Regions from separate parts of the Mus musculus genome. Here region 2 is linked to region 1. Evidence: chromatin contacts called from public HiCAR-type data. All regions are on one chromosome and are shown on one strand. The core of a region is the stretch at or near the end of the contact, and the rest is flanking DNA. Distances in the headings are between cores, read along the strand shown. Region 1 has its middle 12 kb from the start of Gm36634. Region 2 overlaps Ralgapa1 (Ral GTPase activating protein, alpha subunit 1).

The links. HiCAR-type assays count read pairs that join an accessible place to other places.
Region 2: a contact with region 1 is called in a HiCAR-type map of embryonic stem cells, with 2.5 times the contacts expected there. The contact joins two enhancer-like sites. A contact is called at or near these places in 4 of 39 promoter capture datasets (the C10 cell line, cranial neural crest and hippocampal neurons), 1 of 15 datasets of contacts at CTCF or cohesin (pro-B cells), 4 of 484 Hi-C or Micro-C datasets (the N1E-115 cell line, cochlea, nephron progenitors and 1 more) and 1 of 115 datasets of contacts at active chromatin or transcription factors (embryonic stem cells).

The regions. Positions count from the first base shown.
Region 1 is chr12:55,502,436-55,507,177 of GRCm38.p6, forward strand. No RefSeq gene overlaps it. Among named protein-coding and RNA genes, the nearest start is that of Gm36634, 12 kb to the left of the region's middle. Within about 2 kb of position 3,221, at least 12 of the 459 cell types and tissues checked have an H3K27ac peak or open chromatin away from gene starts, as enhancers often do. A contact at or near this core is called in embryonic stem cells, where this site is marked.
Region 2 is chr12:55,664,124-55,668,529 of GRCm38.p6, forward strand. Ralgapa1 (Ral GTPase activating protein, alpha subunit 1) reads right to left here. Exons shown (of 42, transcript NM_001368814.1): 36 at 1,430-1,553. Among named protein-coding and RNA genes, the nearest start is that of Insm2, 67 kb to the left of the region's middle. Within about 2 kb of position 2,793, at least 13 of the 459 cell types and tissues checked have an H3K27ac peak or open chromatin away from gene starts, as enhancers often do. A contact at or near this core is called in embryonic stem cells, where this site is marked.

The DNA.
Region 1 (4,742 bases), core at 1,971-4,470:
TGGTAGCTCACAACCAACCCTAACTTCAGTTCCAGGGGATCTGCTGCTCACTTCTGCCCTCCATAGGCACCAAACACACATGTGGTGCACATACATACACGGAGGCATAACACTCATATATATTAAATAAATAAATAAAAATAAGCAAAATTAGACTCTGCTTTAAAGAAACAAGAAAATGGTTTATTCTAAGCAGAATACAAAGGCAGAGTGTAGCTCAGGGGTAGAGCATTTGTCTGACATGTCCAAGGCTTTGGGTTCTGTCTCTGGTACTGAACAAAGACGTTCTTAGTGATGTGTGAGTGACTATGGCTAAGGAACAGAGTTACTCAAATAACAGAATACCATGGAGATGGTGGCATGAACTTCAGTCACAGACAAGAAAGTCGTGAATGAGTGTTTCTAAAGCACATGTGTGGGGTCTCCAGTTAGGAGTTGCAGCAAGGCAAACAGACCCAGAGGCCTGGAGGCTCCTTCCCTCCTCTTTGAGGGCTGTCAAGCTAGTGCTACTTTCTAAAGGTTTAGTAAAAGCCAAGAGGGGCTGGAGCTACAGTGGAGCACCTGCCTAGCTCTCTCATGGCCCTATGTTCGATCTCTCACACTGAAAGGAAAATGAAAAAAGCCAGGAAGATGTTTTGCCAGATGCAGAGGTTGATAGCAAATGGCCATTAAAAGGATTTAAAGATAACTGGAGACAATGTTGAATGAAAAAAAAGAGAGAGAGAGAGAAAAAGGAAGGTCATGGTTGCTCCTGGGTATGGTGGAGGAGAAAGATTATTACAGATATGTGGGAGATCGTAGCCAGAGGCAGACCCATCTGGGAGAGCCCAGAGTTGTCGTGACCTGGGTCATGGGGGGTGGGGAGGGGAAGAGAAAGGGGAAAGAGGGAAACCAGGTACAGCAGCCAGGAGGTCAAAGGTACCAAAGGGGCGGGTAACCAAAATGCCTAGATTATATAGGGAAGGGCATCAGGGAGAAGGGCAGCCCACCCCTGGGCTGGAGATGTTTAGGGTAGAGGGTGGAGTATGCCAACCATACTCTGTTACAGGTAGGGACCGGGAGGAGGTCAAGTGGTCAGGATCTTGAATACAGTTGTAGCTGCTCCAGTGAACTTCAGTTTGCAGGGAGAAGCTCTGGATATTTTACAATTATCCTCGTTGTATTTTACACTGTTTAAATTTTAGAGAGATTCTTGTTAGCCCAGGCTGGTCCAAAACTCAAGATTCTTTTCTTTCAGTCTTCCTCGCGCTGGGGTTACAGGTGTGCACCACCAAGTCCATCAGCAGAGGTTTTACCTCAGCAGGTCCTCTGCGGCAGAAATGTTTTGAGGCCAGCACATTGGGAAGGAGGGACTCAGATTAGGTCGGATGGTGAGAGGCCAGCAGGCAGGTCTTGGTACAGGCCATATATATCCCCTAGTGAGGTCGACCAGGTAGCCTTCCAGGTGCTTCCAGATACTTTTAGAAGCAGGGGAACTTCTAACAAACTATCAGGCTCAAGATTTGACCTAGCTTAGAAGTACACACAGATAAATGCAATCAGGTTCCAAGTGAGAAGCCCATTGGTATATGAAGAATGATTTTTGCTTTCTGATTAGATAATATCTACAACAATTTGTTTCCTAGATAGGTTTCCTGACAGGAAATCCTAGAGAAAAACGGAGGCAGTGGAGGCTCTGTTCGCTGAGCACAGACAACCGTTCCGATAGGATTTCTGGCAGGCGCTTCCGGAAAGGCTTTGTAAGGTGCCTAGCGTGGCAGCGTTTCGCTGTCTCAGCTTCAGGTCCAGCAGATTGAGGGGGCCTTCCTTGGATGACACGTTTCAGCAAAAGTGACAGTTAACATAGAGATAGACGTGCTGGGGCTGCTGTCTCGAGGGTCCTGAATTGGTGCTAAAAATGAGTGGAGATTCCTGGTGCAGCTCCCGTCTAACGACAGGCACAACGGAAGCAGCACTTAATAGGGAGCTCTGCTTTCCAGCCCTCCCCAGAAGAGCGCACAAATCTCCAACTTTATCACTTCTGCCCCGCAGGAAAAAGCTCCAGGCAACAACAAATTTGGAGCTTTTAAAATGCTGCCTCCCTTTTCTCTTTTTTTCTTTTCTTTTCTTTTCTTTCTTTTTTTTTTTTTTTTAGTTCAAGCACAAGTCTGTCCCTAACCGCCCAGAGATGAAGGGACGATGGGAAGAAAAGGAATGAGCGATAAGTCCTGGGTTGCTTGTCAGCACAGTCAGGAGAAAGCCAGTGGGTGAAGGCTGGGGACGAAGGCAGTAAGTAGGCAAGGCAGGGGGCGAAGGCAGGGGGCGAAGGCAGGGGGCAAAGGCAGGGGGCAAAGGCTGGGCCTCCTGTGGGGTACACAGGTGTGTACAAGTGCTTCTCCAGGGCTTGGTAGAGGGAGTGTGTAACAGTATTAGGCAGGAAAGACATGGTGAACATTCCTGGGACCAAATGGAGGTACTAAGACTGCACCCTGGAGGGTCGCAGAAGGCGAGATAGTTCTAATGGCGACTGTGGTCAGGCAAAATATTAAATTGTGGATTTAAAACCCTTGGGTTTTCTGTTTTTTTTTCCTTCCTGCCCCCTTTACTTTCTTTCCTCTTAGAGAGACAAGAGTTTCTCTGTGTAGTCCAGGCTGTCCTGGAATTAGCTCAGTAGACCAGGCTGGCCTCGAACTCCCAGAGAGTCACCTGCCTCTGCCTCCCGAATGCTTGGATTAAGATGTGTGTCACTACTCACTGATGACATTTTTTTCACTCTAGATTTGAATTGGCTCCTGGGGACTTTCTCTACCCCATCTCTGTATGTGGGTGTCTCATCTCTGCCCCACCCTTAAGAAGATGTCACCTGCAGGTTACTTCCTCCGGTCTGAAACTCTTTTGGGAAAGGAATATTTTTTTTCTTGTTGCCTAGAACCTTAGACTAGGAAAGATTGTCAAGATGATTCCCCCCCCCCCCCGCCCTGCCTCTTTTGTATCTAAGCGACCATCAGCACATCAGCATCCCCCTCTTGTGTGCAGCTGTGCCTAACGACTGCTAAGGATTGAAATTAGTATCTAGTGAGCCACAAGACCCTATTTCCACTCCAGAGGAGGTCTTTGTGAAAGCTGAGTTTGGGTGTGGTCGTGTTCAATTTAAATTAACTGAGAAGAAAAGGAGACTGGATGATGTCTCTTGTCTTTTGCCAAGTGAAACAATCCCGAGGGTGGAGACTCTGAAGTATCTGGAGCAGGGCTAAATGGGTCAACACCCTACACTCCTAAGGAGAAGCACCCCTAAATGTCAGCCCACAATGACAAACTCCTTAATGGCACTTTGGTGCCGGTCAGCCCTAACCTCTTGTCTCTACCAACACAATGAATTTTATGGCCCAGTCTTTACACAAATCACTCTGTGAAAATGATAGCACGAGTAATAACTGCAGACAGTTGCAATTATCTAAATGTCTCCCTATTAGCCATTGGATTGGCTAAGGCCTGGTAATCAGATCAGAGTGAATGCTAATTGAAATCTAATAGGGCTTACATCCATGTGAGTAGGTATCAGAATTTGATTTCAATATTGTTAAATTACATACAGATGGAGCCCATCAAGCCACACTAAAAATAAACATTGTAACTTCAATAGCAAAAAAAAAAAAAAGATGGATGCTTTCAATAAAGTGATCAATCCAGGAACGCGTTGGTATCGCGCTACCGCCACCTACTGGCACTTCTTGGGACTGCTGAGACGATCTTTCTTGAATGCCATTTTTTTTTTTTTTCTAACACAGATAGGAGTTTCTTGGGGCCTTCCTTTCTTCCTCCCTCCCTCCCTTCCTTCCCTTTTGTTTTTCTGAGACAGGCAGGGTTTCTTTTTGTAGTCCTGGCTGTCCTGAAACTCAGAGATCCACCTGCCTTTGCCTCTCCAGTGCTGGGATTATGTCACCATGGCCAGCTTTAAGCCTTTTATTGTTAAGTGTATGTGTGTGTGCACATGTGTACCTGTGTGTGTGTTACATCTCTTCAGAGGTTTATTTCCAGTTGAGTGCTGAGAGGAGAGAAAAATAGAAGAAGCCCCTGCTAGCCACGAAGGACTGCCTTTGCTGTGCAGGCTCTTGGGGAGAGCGCTTACAGTGTAAAGTCTCTTAGATTCTGCCTTTAGTCTTTCCTCATGCTGAAGAGAGTTTGGCTAAATAGAATATAACTTTCTCTGTCCTGTTGAATGTGTGAAGCTTATGCTCCTGGAATGTGGAACGTAGCGTGGGTGTGGGTGTGGTGACTGAAGTACGTTACCAGATTTTACCAACTACACAGACATTTAGAGGTAATATGTCTGTATACTGGATGTGGCTCGAATTAACCCTGTAGGTTTTGTTATTGTAATTTTCTTATTTTACTTTTCAAAAACATTTATTCTACGTGTGTGTGTGTGTGAGTGAGTATGTGAGTGTGTGTGTACCTGAGCTTATGTCTGTGTACTGTGTGTGTGTGTGTGTGTGTGTGTGTGTGTGTGTGTGTGGTGCCCGTGGAGGTCAGAAGAGAGTGTCTGAATCCTTGGGACTGGAGTTAAGACAGTTGTGAGCTACCGTGTGGGTTCTGGGACTCAATCCCCTATCCTCTGCAAGACCAACCAGTGCTCTTAACCACTGAGTCATCTCTCCAGACCAATTTTCTTAAAAGAAAAACAAAACAAAACAAAAAAACAAAAACAAAAATTAAAACAACAACAAAACCAGGATCTTACTATGTGGTCTGGAACTCACTAT
Region 2 (4,406 bases), core at 1,543-4,042, 160 kb after region 1:
GGGAGGGAGGGAGGGAGGGAAGGAAAAAGAGAGAGAGAGTGTGTCTCCGGGGGTGGGGGATGGTATGTGTATATCAAAGCAGATGAGGATTGTTGGTTACTCTGAAACTTGAGCTATAGGCAGTTGTGAGACTCTCAGCATGGGTGTTGGAAACTCTCAACTGCTGAATCATCTCTCCAGGCCCCTGACTACTACTCTCCTCCTCCTCTTCCTCCTCCTCCTCCTCTTCCTCCTTCCACCTTCCACCTCCTTCATCTTCCTTCTTCCTTTCCTTCTTCTCTGGTAGGCATATGACTATTTGGTTATGTCAGCAATATTTGTTGAAAAGATTCTCCCTTCTGTAGTGTATGGTATAGGCCAAAATTCAGTTAACTATATATAGACTTGTGGGTTTACTTCTGAACTCTATTGTATTCCATTGATCTATGTAGGTCTATCCTACATTATCTCGATTAGTATTGTTTAGTAGTAAAATTTGAAATTAGAAGGTATATATGAGTCCTTCCAACTTGCTCTTCTTTTCATGTAGCCCTTACTTTTAGTAAACTGTCTCTATGGTTCTTCTATACAGAAAAATCCATGTTTTGTTTTAAAAATATTTTCAAGGCATTTTAAAATACATACTTGTAACTGAAAGTTTTGTCATCTTTGCTGCATAACGAAGTATATTATCTGTGATAAATAAATATAGAGGCCAAGAAAGCTTCCATAGTTCACACAAGGTAATCTAGCTGGTAACCCAGGGAATACATACCAAGTGGGAAAAGCTAATATGTTAGACACTGGAAAACACGGGCATTAAACACAGAAGTGGGTAAGAAGTGCCAGCCCTCTGTAAGTTTATAGTCTAGTGCAATGGTCTTCAACAACTTTACCAGATACCCTCAGTACAAATTCTGTGCAATAACTGTCAACTCTAAGAAAAAAAATCATTGTAACTTTAAATGGCTACCAAGGATATTATTTCAACTATGCTACATTAAATATATACTCATCAAAATCAAAGTCACTTGTTGAATCTGGAGTTTGTGGAGTTGGCAAGTGGGATAGTTAGTAAGCACTCAGAATTTGTTTGTTTCTACTCCCCCAGTGCTGGGGAATTTCTGCCACTGTGCCTGGCTTTTACATGGGTGTTTTGGATCCAAACTCAGGTCTTCAGGCTCACTGGGTAAGCAATGAACTAACCGATCCATCTTCCCAGTCCTTCTTGTTACTGGTTCTTAAACAGTATAGCTCAGCAGTGCAATATATAGTATTTAGACTACTAGGCATAAGTAACTTTAAATTACTTTAAATTATACAGTAGGATATACATTGTTTTATATAAGTATTCCAATATTTTATATGAGGGATTGATTGGTTTCTGATATTTGCAGATTGATATTGTGATCAAGGGCTAAATATAAAACAATGGCTGGTATAACAATACCTCCCAACCAAGGCCAGCTACAAAATCTTCATATGCTTGGCTTCCTCCTATATTGGTGAGAATGGAGTATTTATCTTCTTGTCCTTCAGCAACGTAAAATACTGCAATCTTGTGTGTCTCTCGGCTACAAAACAAAAAAAATTATACCATTCATTTTTGTTTGCTCATTAAATTTTATGTACAGAGTCTATAGGAGTAAGAATATGAAAAAGACTCAGATGCTACAACCTACAAAAGGAGACACATAATTGCAATAGAAATAAAAAAGTCCTAAAAGTGACAAAATTGCACGGCTACTGCTGATGGGAGAATTAAAGAGCACCTAAAGCAATACTGAATTAGGTAAAGGTCTGTGTGTGGGCGGGATAGATAAAACGAGAAGGACAAATCACTAAGGAGTTACCACTGTGCAGTGTGGCTGACTCTCAGGGTTAAAGCAACTGTTTTAGAACTAAGTAACCATCAGTAAAGAGTGTATTTCCCCAAACTGCATCTAACAACAGAAGAAACACACAAAACTGCATGGATTAGTTCCCAAATTCTTGGACAATTAACTTTTAGTTTTTTCTAAATTAAAAAGTGTTTATAATTGCAAACTTATAAGAAGTCTGGCAACCCAAGCTAACTAGTCCATTTGTCTTTGGTGAATATAGGCAAACTTTAGGACCAAAAAACCAAAAAAGATGGATTCATACATATTTCCTGATTTCAGAATTGGACCAGATGTATTTTGGTTTTGTTGTTGTCGTCGTCAAATTATTGAAGTAGCAGCAACAACAGCAGCAACAGAATTAGAAGAAGAAGAGGAAGAAGAGGAAGAAGAAGAAGAAGAAGAAGAAGAAGAAGAAGAAGAACAACAACAACAACAACAAGGTTCATAGCCAACAACAAACAGATATAAACTATAGGATTTCAAGCTGGAGTCTGATAGCCAGATTTTTAAAGTATTTTGAAGTTAAGTCATGACTGTAGGTTTCCATGTCAGCAACAAAGAAGCTTCAGCAAGTTTCTATCGCTTGCTGAAAAAGGAGGATTTCCAGAATTATAGAGTATAAATCTGGATGGCCTTAAAAAAGTAAAGTAAAACCCAATTTAACTGGTGAAAACATTTTTTTAAAAAAAAAAACCTAGCACTTTAAAAGTGCTATGTCCTAAAGGCATATAGAAACAGAAAATCTTCATTCACGAGAATCTACTAAATTTTGGTAAAAGCAGTCACTGTTGTTGGCTGCTTTCCCCTACACTCCAGCTCACAGCTCCGTTCTATGGCTCCTGTGTTTTGCATTCTCCTCAGGCTGAGCAGAGAGGTTCCTTTCTCCCAAGCTTTCAGTCTGGAGTAAAGGTTACTGGTGGGAGTTACTACTGTTGCATAACTTCATGTTACAGAGGCGCTGGGCTAGACCTTCTGTGTCTAAGCTCCCCATCTTTAGCACAGAAGCTCTAGATGAATATCGCCACCTAAAGCTTGAAGCGGGACGAGTGCAAGTTCTGCTAGGAGTAGTAAGTTAGGAAGACCAGGGATTTCCAACTCTTCTGCAACTGCAAAGTATGATTATCATTCTAGGTAAAGCTAGGCCTAACCCTAGCTTAGGTATAGCGGTACACAAGTGATGTCCAGGGTAAAAGGCAGGTTTCAAGGACAATGAACTTAGCTTAGTTCTGAACAGGAATTTGGAGTAAAGCACGAAGGAGAAGCTGGCAGCTCTATGACAGACACATGTGAACAGCAAAGCAGCCAGAAGTTAACAAGAACCAGAAAAAAAAAATAGACTGCTAAGAATTTCCTAGGATTAAAATTTTTGAGATCGGTGGGTATTGTGGATAGCCCTGGGGCTAATTATATTTGACGTTAATTCAGTTCTCTTGTGAGTGGATGCAAACAAGGAATGACTCAGTACTCAGGTGATTTCCAGTAAACCTGCTTTCCACCTTAATTTGTAAAATAAAGGAGAGCTGATGATTGGGCAGATAAAAGGGAAGGTGGAGTGAAGGTGAAGAGAGGAGGGAGAGGAGGAAGAAGAGGAGGAGGAGGAAGAGGAGGAAGAGGAAGAGGAAGAGGAAGAAGAAGAGGAGGAGGAGGAAGAGGAGGAAGGGGAAGGGAAAAGGGAAAAGGGAAAAGGGGAAGGGGAGGAGGAGAAGGAGGAGGAGGAGGAGGAGCGGAACAGAAGCACATGGCCTGGAGAAACCTCAAGTTCTAAGGGGTCTCATAGATGTGGAAGATGGTAGTGTAGCGGTAGATCTGCCCAATCTAGGCACACAGCATGTATTCATATTAACTGTGTTGTGTTTTCATTGTTGGGGCATATTTGGGATGGAGTTTTACCGCAACAGGTGGGTGGCCCCATCCCTCAATGTAGGGACCACTGGATATGGTCTCTACAGATTCTATCTCCCCTCTGTTGGATATTTTGGCTAATGTCCTCTTTGTTGTGTCCTGGGAACCTCTTGCTTCCCTGGCATCTGGGACTTTCTGGTGGCTAACCCCAGTTCTCCATTCCCTACTGCTATACAACTCTGTTCAATTTCCTGACCCTCTGTGCACCTCCCCCCGTCTTCTCCCACACCCGATCGTGTACACCCCCCCCCCCCAATACTTGAATTATTCCTGTCTAAAGGAAATGCAGGGACAAAGAGTGGAGCAGAAACCCAAGGAAAGGCTTTCTAGAGAATGCCCCACCTAGGGATCCAACCCATCTGCAGACACCAAACCCAGACACTATTGCTGATGCCAAGAAGCACCTGCTGACAGGAGCCTGGTATAGCTGTCCCCTGAGAGGCTCTGCCAGGGCCTGACTAATACAGATGCAGATGCTCATAGTCGACCATCAGATTGAGCAGAGGGACCCCAATGGAAGAATTAGGGGAAGGACTGAAGGAGCTGAAGGGGTTTGCAACCCCATAGGAAGAACAATATCAACTAATCAGACACCCTCAGAGCTCCCAAGGACTAAACCACCAACCAAAGAGTACACATAGA